Regions from separate parts of the Sus scrofa genome. Here region 1 is linked to region 2. Evidence: chromatin contacts called from public HiChIP or PLAC-seq data. All regions are on one chromosome and are shown on one strand. The core of a region is the stretch at or near the end of the contact, and the rest is flanking DNA. Distances in the headings are between cores, read along the strand shown. Region 1 holds the start of MEOX2 (mesenchyme homeobox 2). Region 2 overlaps AGMO (alkylglycerol monooxygenase).

Evidence for each region. HiChIP or PLAC-seq counts read pairs in DNA pulled down with a chosen protein or histone mark.
Region 1: an H3K27ac HiChIP or PLAC-seq map of skeletal muscle shows a contact between it and region 2. The contact joins the promoter of MEOX2 here to the enhancer-like site in region 2. A contact is called at or near these places in 10 of 47 Hi-C or Micro-C datasets (embryonic fibroblasts, fetal skeletal muscle, heart right ventricle and 6 more) and 1 of 2 datasets of contacts at active chromatin or transcription factors (skeletal muscle).

The regions. Positions count from the first base shown.
Region 1 is chr9:85,008,043-85,012,582 of Sscrofa11.1, forward strand. MEOX2 (mesenchyme homeobox 2) reads right to left here and starts at 1,897. Exons shown (of 3, transcript NM_214121.1): 1 at 1,381-1,897. The coding sequence starts at 1,894. LOC106504971 (a long non-coding RNA gene) reads left to right here and starts at 2,401. Exons shown (of 2, transcript XR_001298980.2): 1 at 2,401-4,015.
Region 2 is chr9:84,893,294-84,897,965 of Sscrofa11.1, forward strand. AGMO (alkylglycerol monooxygenase) reads right to left here. Exons shown (of 14, transcript XM_003130179.6): 2 at 1,254-1,534. The coding sequence starts at 1,379. Among named protein-coding and RNA genes, the nearest start is that of AGMO, 36 kb to the right of the region's middle. Within about 2 kb of position 1,463, at least 19 of the 83 cell types and tissues checked have an H3K27ac peak or open chromatin away from gene starts, as enhancers often do. A contact at or near this core is called in skeletal muscle, where this site is marked.

The sequences.
Region 1 (4,540 bases), core at 647-3,146, 120 kb after region 2:
GTGATGAGGCATTAGAAGTTCATTCCTGACCTTGGAATGCAAAAATTAGATTTTGAGTTTGTGATAGAAGAATCCATCCCATACTAACGCTGAAGAATAATTGATACCACTGCTCCAAAAGAACATGAAATACGCGGCTCAATCACTGTCTTTCATGTGAGATCTTACCTAAAGCATTATAAAGGATAAACAATTTCCAATCCTGCAAACTAATATCTACAATTATCTCCCAGGACTGTTAAACCCATTCCACAAAGAAAGAAAATACGTAAGTATTACATTAAACAAACGAGAGTTTACACAAAGATGAAACGAAGGTTGCGTTTCAGCTACAGAAGAAAACTCACAACTTCCCTAAAGGTAAAGCATCTTTTAACAATTCCTAAGAATACAGATAGGTAAGGGCTTTGAACAGTCTCCCGCAAAACTGTTCTCTCTGTATTGCTAAAATTTAGCTGGCAGCCTGTAACTTCAGGCATGCGCGTTCAGTAAGGTTCCCCTTTTGCGTGGCAGCTCCTTATCTTTACTTGGATCTACCTCTCCCGTGCGCACCCTCACTAGCGGTACCTGGGTTGCTGCTGTTTGTTTCCCAGTTCTTGTTTCGGATAATACTCCACTGGTTGGGGATTTTCCTGTCCACTTTTGAACCTTAAATTCTCTCTTGGGTTAGCATCACAAGAACACAGCACTATTAATCCTCTTTTCTCTATGGTCTAAACATGTATTTAGTTATTCTGACACATTCTTTAAAATCTTCTAAATTCCTAGATTATGCCCTCTCCCCTAAGAAAGGGTATTTTTTTTTTTTTTTTTTTTTTTTTTTTTTTACCATTTGGAATAGGGTGCTATTTAAAGAACTCTGAAATCAGAATTAAAAAAAAAAAACTAAAACTTTTTTTCTCATATGCTCTGCCAAGTTCCACTGCAAGTTCCAAATATTGTGCAATAATTTGGAAATCCAGTTAACGATGGGAAAAATCGAGCCACTCAGAGTTGGGAACTTACAAGGGAAAAGTCAAGGAAAGGCACCAGCACGCACGCCCAGCGGGCGCTGTCTTCCAGGGTGCACTTTCCTCCCCATCACTCAGATGGAAGGTCACGCTTTGCAATCGATTTCACATACTTGTCACTTGTCCTTTTTTCTCAACCCTCTGGTAAACTAGTTTGAATCTTGGATAGTTTAGCGCAGTTGGCTGCAGCTTTGCCCTAGGAGAAACACGTGCCCTCAAATAAAAGGACCAAAGCAGCCTCGCGGAACTTGGCAGCAGGGAGTCAGAGAGTAAAAGACCTGTACGGTACAGCCTGCCGCCTCATTCTAGTGTAAGAATCTTCCCTGTCATCTCTCCGCCCCCTTCGCGGAGGGTGCCGGCGCGCCCTTACCTGAGCTATCGCTTTTCCTCTTGCCCCCGCTTCTCTTCTCCGCCTCCGCGGGTGACAACGCCTGACGGCCGTAGTCCCCTGGCGGGCACGCGGCCCCGGTCGGGGTGCTGGAGCCCAAGCTGGAAGAGTTGGAACACAGGACCGGTGGACTGCTTCCCAGCTCCGGGGGCCCTCCCGAGTCCGGCTGGAGGCAGAGGCTGTGCCGAGCCGCACTCGGGGGGGAGGACATCTGCGGGAGGTGCCAGTTGGTTTGCAGAGCTTGGTGCTGCTGCTGCTGGTGGTGATGGTGGTGATGGTGATGGTGGTGGTGGTGCCCCCTGTGATGCTGGCTGGCAAACATGCCCTCCTCGTTGGGGTATCCCGCGATTATGCAAGACGAGGAAGAAGTGGAGAGCTCAGGGTAGGACATATGGTCAGATCTTCCATGGAGGGCGAGAGAGGACTGGGAGAACGGGTGCAAGCCTTGCGCGGTGGCGTGAGGGCTGCGCAGGCAGCCAAAGAGCGGGTGTTCCATAGCATGCACGTCTCGGGTTCCAGGCAGAAGACTTCACGACGGTTCCAAGCGCCACCACCCTCTGTCACTTGTCACTGGAAACCGTGTGACTTTTCCCCCTCTCAAAGCAATAGCCGCCCGAGTTTCTGCAGAGCTCGGATAATCCCGGTCCTGAGCCCTAGCGGCCAGTCTCCTTTACATATAAACACTCGGACCTGGAGGAGCTTCCCTCTGAGCTACTCAGATGTCAAGAGTGGGAGAGGTTGAAGCCAAAAGAAGGTGGTCCCAGAGAACTGCATTCAGGGGGAAATGGCTCTGAGAGGTTATAAATAGAGTGTAACGTGAGCTGGGGGCTGGCTTAGGAGCCCAGTGCTGACCACATGCAAACTCCCTCCAAAACTCCCTCTCAGTCCGCGCCTTGCGCTCCCAGTTCCACTTCCTATCGCCGGCTGGACGCACGCAGCGTGTCCACGCCCGCCCACCCCTGCCAGACTTGCAAGACTGTAAGCTACCCGCCGGTCTCCTAAACCCGAGCCTAGGGCAGCAGCCGTTCACCTTTCCGCCCGGTGGGCCCAGACGCGCCGCAGCGCCCGCCTGCCCCAAGCGCTCACCCAGGGTCAGAACTTGCTCAAGTCTCTCTTGAAAGATGCCTTGTCACTGCCACTTGGGTATCGTCACCTGCAGGAAAGCTAGGGGTGCGCCTAGTTCTGGAGGTGCACGAAAAGAGCAGTGGGATTCAGGAAAAAGATGTGCGCTAGCTTGGAGCGCACTCAGATAAATTTCTCCAACTTCGCATCAACTGAGGCCCAGGGCTCAGTGGCGCTTCTAGCTTTTATGGCTAGTGTCTATGCGTGGGTTGTTCTTGGGTTCGGACGCGTATCCGAGGTTGCTGAGAAGTGTCCCACCGACAAGAAAGGCCCATTCTCCAGTGCCGCGAGGAGCCTGTTGGGGCGAAGGAACGCATGAGGCGGTGACAGCTGCAGATGTACAGACCCCGGGCATCCTCACCTGTGGTACTAGGAGGGTCTCTTCCTCTGCTTTCCTCAAAGGGCCAACCCCTCTGCCTTCCTGGTCCCACTCCATTTCTTAGTCACTTGTCCCCCAAGAAGAACTTTTCCTGGGTCAGGAATATGCCCAAGCGATTTCGTCCCGGTCACATGAGATGTGCATGTTTTACGCACATTTCCAGTCTTTCCCCTCAGGAACTAGCCCACTTCCCCTTGTTTCCCTCCAGAAATCCATCCTCTCTTCCCCTCAAAAATACATCAGCTAATCACACCCATCACCTCCTCCCCCCGCCCCCCGCCATGGTTCCATTTACTGAAAAATATTACACTTCGGTACCTCTTAAAGTTCATTAAACCTGGTACCTTGGGTCTCCCTGGTTACAATCTTGCATCATAGAAAATTAGTAGAAAACTTGCCACCAGTGAGTTAATGCGAGCAGCTGCTGGGCTTTGATACTGCCACATGCTTGAGGGGCGACGCTGTCTGCTGGGGGCCAAATCGTTTACACAAGGCAAGTGTGCCGGCCTCGCATAATGAGCTGCAGGAGCAGAGTCCTGCCTAGGACGTGTAGCATCCGGAGAATATCTGCGCTCACCTATCTCGCCTGAGATCCCAAATATACCACCAGCAGCGTTGCCCTGTTATTTTCATTGTCTCAGGTGTCTAGAGGATGGCGGGGACCAAGTCTTTGATGTTGTTAATGGGATTAATGGGGACAGCAAACTGGGACAGCCATCTGGTTTGAATTAGGAAAGAGTATTGATTAATCTTTGAGAAGTGTCACCAAGGCAGAACCTTTTCCATAGCCTTGTCCCTCAGGCTTCAGCTTGACCATCTCCCTTTTCTTTTAAGTGGCCCTGTAGAATAGTGTCTTCGCAATAAACCTTTACATCCGTGTGAAAGTTCGAATTGTTTTCCAGTGCTCAGAGGTGGGATGGGGTGGGGGTGATCAGGAATTCTGAGATTTGTAAGCGCGGCTTTCTTTAACGGAAATTGAGCCCTATTTTGAGGGAAATTAGTTTTGCAGACTTCGTTTAAAAAAAAAAAAAAAAAAAAAAGGCTAAAACTTTTGTTCACCAGCTGCTCAACTTTCCAGTCTGGGTCTGAGCTGGAACCTGCTGCAAGCGTTTGACGGTAAGGCTTTCTTTGCCGTTATGTTTTGGGAATCTAATATTGTTTTAGACTTGGAAAGGGGGTGTTCTTCACCTTGCACGTTTTTAAGGGTTTTAAGCACTTGCAGGATGGCGTCCAGGGCTTAGATCTTCAGAATGTTTCTTCCTGCCACTCCCCAAGCCCTCAGCTCTTTCAGGATAAAAAGGAGAGGATATATTCTAATATTGTTGGAATATTTATTTTCGATTTTCATTGTGTTTATGGTTTCAATATGTGCTCCGATATTAAAAGCTGAAGTACAAAGAGCAACACTAAACTTCCTAAACTCGGGTAGCTCCTCTATGGATTCTGGGTGGAATCCAGATTAAAGGCTTTATCTAAAGAAAAATTTAAGCAAACACCTCCATAAATAGTCACCAGAAATAGTTATATAATATAATATTGATTACTAAAAGTATCATGGAAAATGTCAGACAAGACTAACTAAAGATTCACTTGATCTGCACACATCAATAAAAAAATCCATAAAGACCCTTTTGGTTTGCA
Region 2 (4,672 bases), core at 213-2,712:
CCTCCCAACAGGCAAAGAAATCTGATCATTTCAGTCACACATTAAACAGGTGCTCAAATTCCATCATCTGATTTGGACATGAAAAATAACCATGGATGTAACCATGATAATTCTGCCAAGAAAATAATAAGATTAGAAGGGATGTGTTTCAAGTTAGATCTAAAAAATACATTTTAAAGTAAGAGCAATAATCAGAAACCTATAGTCTACATGACTAAGAAAGATCCACATTAAAAGGCTTTCCTTAAAGATGCATGTGATTCTAGTCTTTCATATTAGAATTACAAGAATAACAAAATTGACACTGTAGAACAAAAACTTTGCTTCTGAGTATTTTAGAGAATAAGGTCATTTTAAATGTTTTAGACATCATTCAAGTTTTAGTCATTCAATTGTTTCTTATATAATAGAAAAAATATTTGTCATCCACTATTGATGACAAATATTGGACTAGGTTTGGTGTTATAATATAAAAGTAATGATTTATGAAGATGTGAGTACCACATTTTTTTCTTTAAAAAATCCTGAAAATTTTATGGGTTTTACTCCATTTGGAAGCTGACGGTAAGCCTTGAAATTTTCTAAACTGAACTCCCAAGAACATATCCTCTGATGTCATTTTTTTCTATTTCTGGTCTGAACTAGTAAGTGTTGTAGGAATAACTTTGACAGGGTGGAGAACTTCAGTATTCAAGTTCTAATTCTGGTTATTTCCATTTCCAATCACAGCCAGGAACCAGAAGTAAAAAGTGCCTCTGAACACTTGAGAGTTTCAAAGAAAACTTGGTTTAAGTTCAAATTTAGGAAGTCAGGGTTGAACTCAGTCAGCTGTATATCCATTCTGTAGAAGCACTTTGCTAAAATGAAAAGGAAATGGTTTCCTGGGAGGTGGAAGACAAGTTTTCCCTTTAGAAACAAAATTATTACAAAGTTTACTAATACCATATAACAATTTGATACTGAGTTTCTAATGGCTAGATTTATAATGCTATTTGTATCCAGGAAAACTTTTTAAAATTTTTATCATATTTCACAGTGACATTCCAGGGAAGAAAATTTTCATAGAAGATGGTTGTGGATATGGTACAGAAATTCAGTTCAAATGGAAATTCCACTTTTGCTCCATGTTTTTTGAAACAGTTATTGTTTATTAGAATTATTTCAAGAACGAAAGTGCACAAAGCCTTAAAATGTGTTTAACTTACTTCTTATGAAGAGAAAAGCAAGAGTAGCCTCTTCCCAGGGTATCTCACCTTTTGTACATAATCAGGCACCTCTTCTAGGGCTTGGAATGACGTTTCATTGGGCTTCATCATGTAAAACATCATGCGAATTCCCTGGGAAACCGAAACATCCTGTTGGGCTTCTGGGTTCTTCATCTCTGCCCTTGTCTGACTCCCAGCTGGAGAGTACTTGGTGATTCAGTGGTTGAAGCCAGAGGCGAACAAAGAGGACGAGATGTGCTGCACAGATCAAGCCCTTTGTCAGAGAACAGCTAGAAACAAAGCTCCATAGAGTACAGCCAACAGCAGATCTGTGTAGAGAAAGACAGGAAAATACAAGGATCAGGAAGAAGTTCAGAGTTCATTGGGCACAGTCCCAAAAATGGGCACGTGGGAAAGGGGGTGGGGAGGAAGGGCTCCTGCCCAAATCAAAGGTAGTGCAGTTTGGCAGCAAGTGGAGTAACTTATCATTTAAAAAAAGAAAACACAAACAAACAAACAAACATATGATACCTGCTTGGAAAGGAGAAAGAAAAAAAAAAAAAAGTGATAGCAAGTGAAAGTTCATTCTGGAAAAGTGGGCGGAAATTCAAGACTCAAATCACATAAGGAAAATACATGTTTTACTCTCTTTTGAAATCCACATTGTGTTCATGTTTAGTCTCCCCACAGCCATATTTCCTGAAAAGACAAGGTGCTCTAATCTCAGTAAGAATAAGTTTGAAAGTCAGTAAGTACTGAAAGTATCTTACTAGTGAGTGCCTATGTATTTCTGGATCTGTATCATGTTAACTTAGGAATGTTTGCAAATCAATTTAGGGGCATGTGGCTTATTATCTGATTAGCATTGTTTAATGGACTCTCAACTATTCACATCTGTATTCTTCTTAGCACTAATATGGATTCTGAAGAAGCTGTTAAGGTGTTGCTAAGAGATCTTATCTCTGTTTTTCCAGGAGGAGCATAGGTTGATTGTGCCTCTCTTAGGTAGACTAGAGGGCACTGAATTGCATTGCCTGTGAGTAAGTGGAGATTTTCTGATTAGCTTTCAACCCAGAATAGCTCTGGTCATCCTTTGGCTACCACCTCATCTTTTAAAAATGTTTACATAGATTTATTAAACTATTAATACATGATTGGGGAGAAATAAAAAGAAACTGTAGATAAGCAACAATTAAATTACCCACAGACACCATTAACATTATGGTATATGTAGAGTCAGGTGCACTACCATATGACATATTTATTGCTAAAAATCACTGTACTATGCAATGAAACCATGGGGCTAATGAGAAAAATGGGATTAGGGTGCAATATTCAGAAACTTCCTCATGGTCCATAGGAGAAAAAAAAATTGGAGCCTAATAAAACGTGGTGGCATATTTTTATACATGAATGTTATATGGTGGAGAAATGCATAAATTCTACAATAAACATGGTACTTAATCTTGAAAAAGACCTGACATAGCAATTTGTTTGTGGAAGTGGGTTTTGGGAGAGGCACAGATTGTGAGTTACCGGGAGTATGGAAGGAGACTTATCTGAAATCATGCATGAAGTTGTAAAACAAGAGATCTGGATACCATGGCTCATGACATTCATGGGGACTGAGAACACTGGTTTAAAGGCATGTGTACATGTGTGTATTTTGTATCTTCCTAAGATTTTCTATTCAGTTAGGTACTACCTTTAGTATTTACCTGGACTTTCTCCCTGACAAAATTACACACAAGCATAGATGGCATGCTCAAATTATTCCTGAATACATTATTCCTATTGGAACAAATTTTCACATGTTATATATACACAATGGAACACTACTCAGGCACAAAAAAAGAACAAAATAATGCCATTTGCAGCAACATGGATGCAACTAGAGACTCTCATACTAAGTGAAGTAAGTCAGAAAGAGAAGGACAAATACCATATGATACCACATATATCTGAAATCTAATATATGGCACAAATGAACATTTCCACAAAAAAGAAACTCATGAACTTTGAGAACAGACTTGTGGTGCCAAGGGGGAGGGGGAGGAGGAGGGAGTGGGATGGACTGGGGGCTTGGCATTAATAGGTGAAAACTATTGCATTTGGAATGGATAAGCAATGAAATTCTGCTGTATAGCACAGGGAAATAAATCTAGTCACTGGTGATGGAACATGATGGAGGATAATGTGAGGAAAAGAATATACACATATACACACACACACATACACACGGCTGGGTCACTTTGCCATACAGTAGAAATTGACAGAACTCTGTAAATCAACTATAATGGAAAAAATAAAAATCATATAAAAATTATAGAACTGACTTACTTTAAGGTGATTCCCATAACAAATGAACAACTATGGACATCATATTTAATAAAAATGATCCTATTAGTCACAATGTTTTACTACCTGCTTTAAAAATTTTTGAAATTACAAATATTACACATCATAGTAGAAATAAAATCCAAACAACATAGATGCATATAAAGTAACAAGTAGGAGCACACCTTCCCCTCACCAAACACATGCATGCTTCTATTCACCTTCACACTAACAACTTATCCTGGTGGGTATTCTGTCATACCTGTTTCTCTCAACAAAGGTTAATTATTATCATTATAATTATCATCATTTAACATTTAAACATACACACATTGATTCTGTTAAATTTACCACATTAAACAAAGATAGAGCAACTTTCCTTCTCAAGGTCAACAACCTGTCAGGAACTTTCTTCCATTCTGTAGGTGGTGATAGAGCATTTCTTTCTTCTTTTTTTTTTTAACTGGCTGCACACTTGTGTATGTATTCCAAGCAGGAAAACAAAATGATTTTAAGTATTTTAAGTAGCATAATTTTAATACAAAAATTAATTACCAAGATGATGAAAGAAGTAAAAAGCCAAATGGAAATGAAGGGGCCATCTAAGGATTAATACCAATAGGAAGCCACTAGCATCTTTAAAGTTTAGGTACCAAAGGAGGAGGCTGTGTGACTAGAGCTTAGGGGTTGTGGTCACACAGAGAAAGTAAGAACCATAAAGGGCTTATCAGTCAGAAGCAAAGAAGGAATTACAAAAAAGTGTACTAAGCCTTCTCCCTTCTTGCTGTGACCCAATCTCCCAACAGTATTTCCCCTTGTCCTAAAGGAATTCCTAACCAGTTCTGGGAGGAGCCTAGAAAATGGAGTTTGCAGAGGGCGGCCCGGGGAAAGTGAGCAGGGAAGGAAAAGGGGAGCAATGGATCCGAGGAAGGAGTCACCCAAGCACACCACCATAACATATTTAAATGTTTCTACCTTGTTGTGCAATTAAGCATAGTCTTCAAGTTGGGCTAATAAATTTAAGGCACTATGAACATTATGGTATAAACATCTTGTACGTCTGTGCACATTTTCACAATTAGATTTCTAACACTGGAATTAATTGCATTGTTGAAGGCTGAATAAAATTT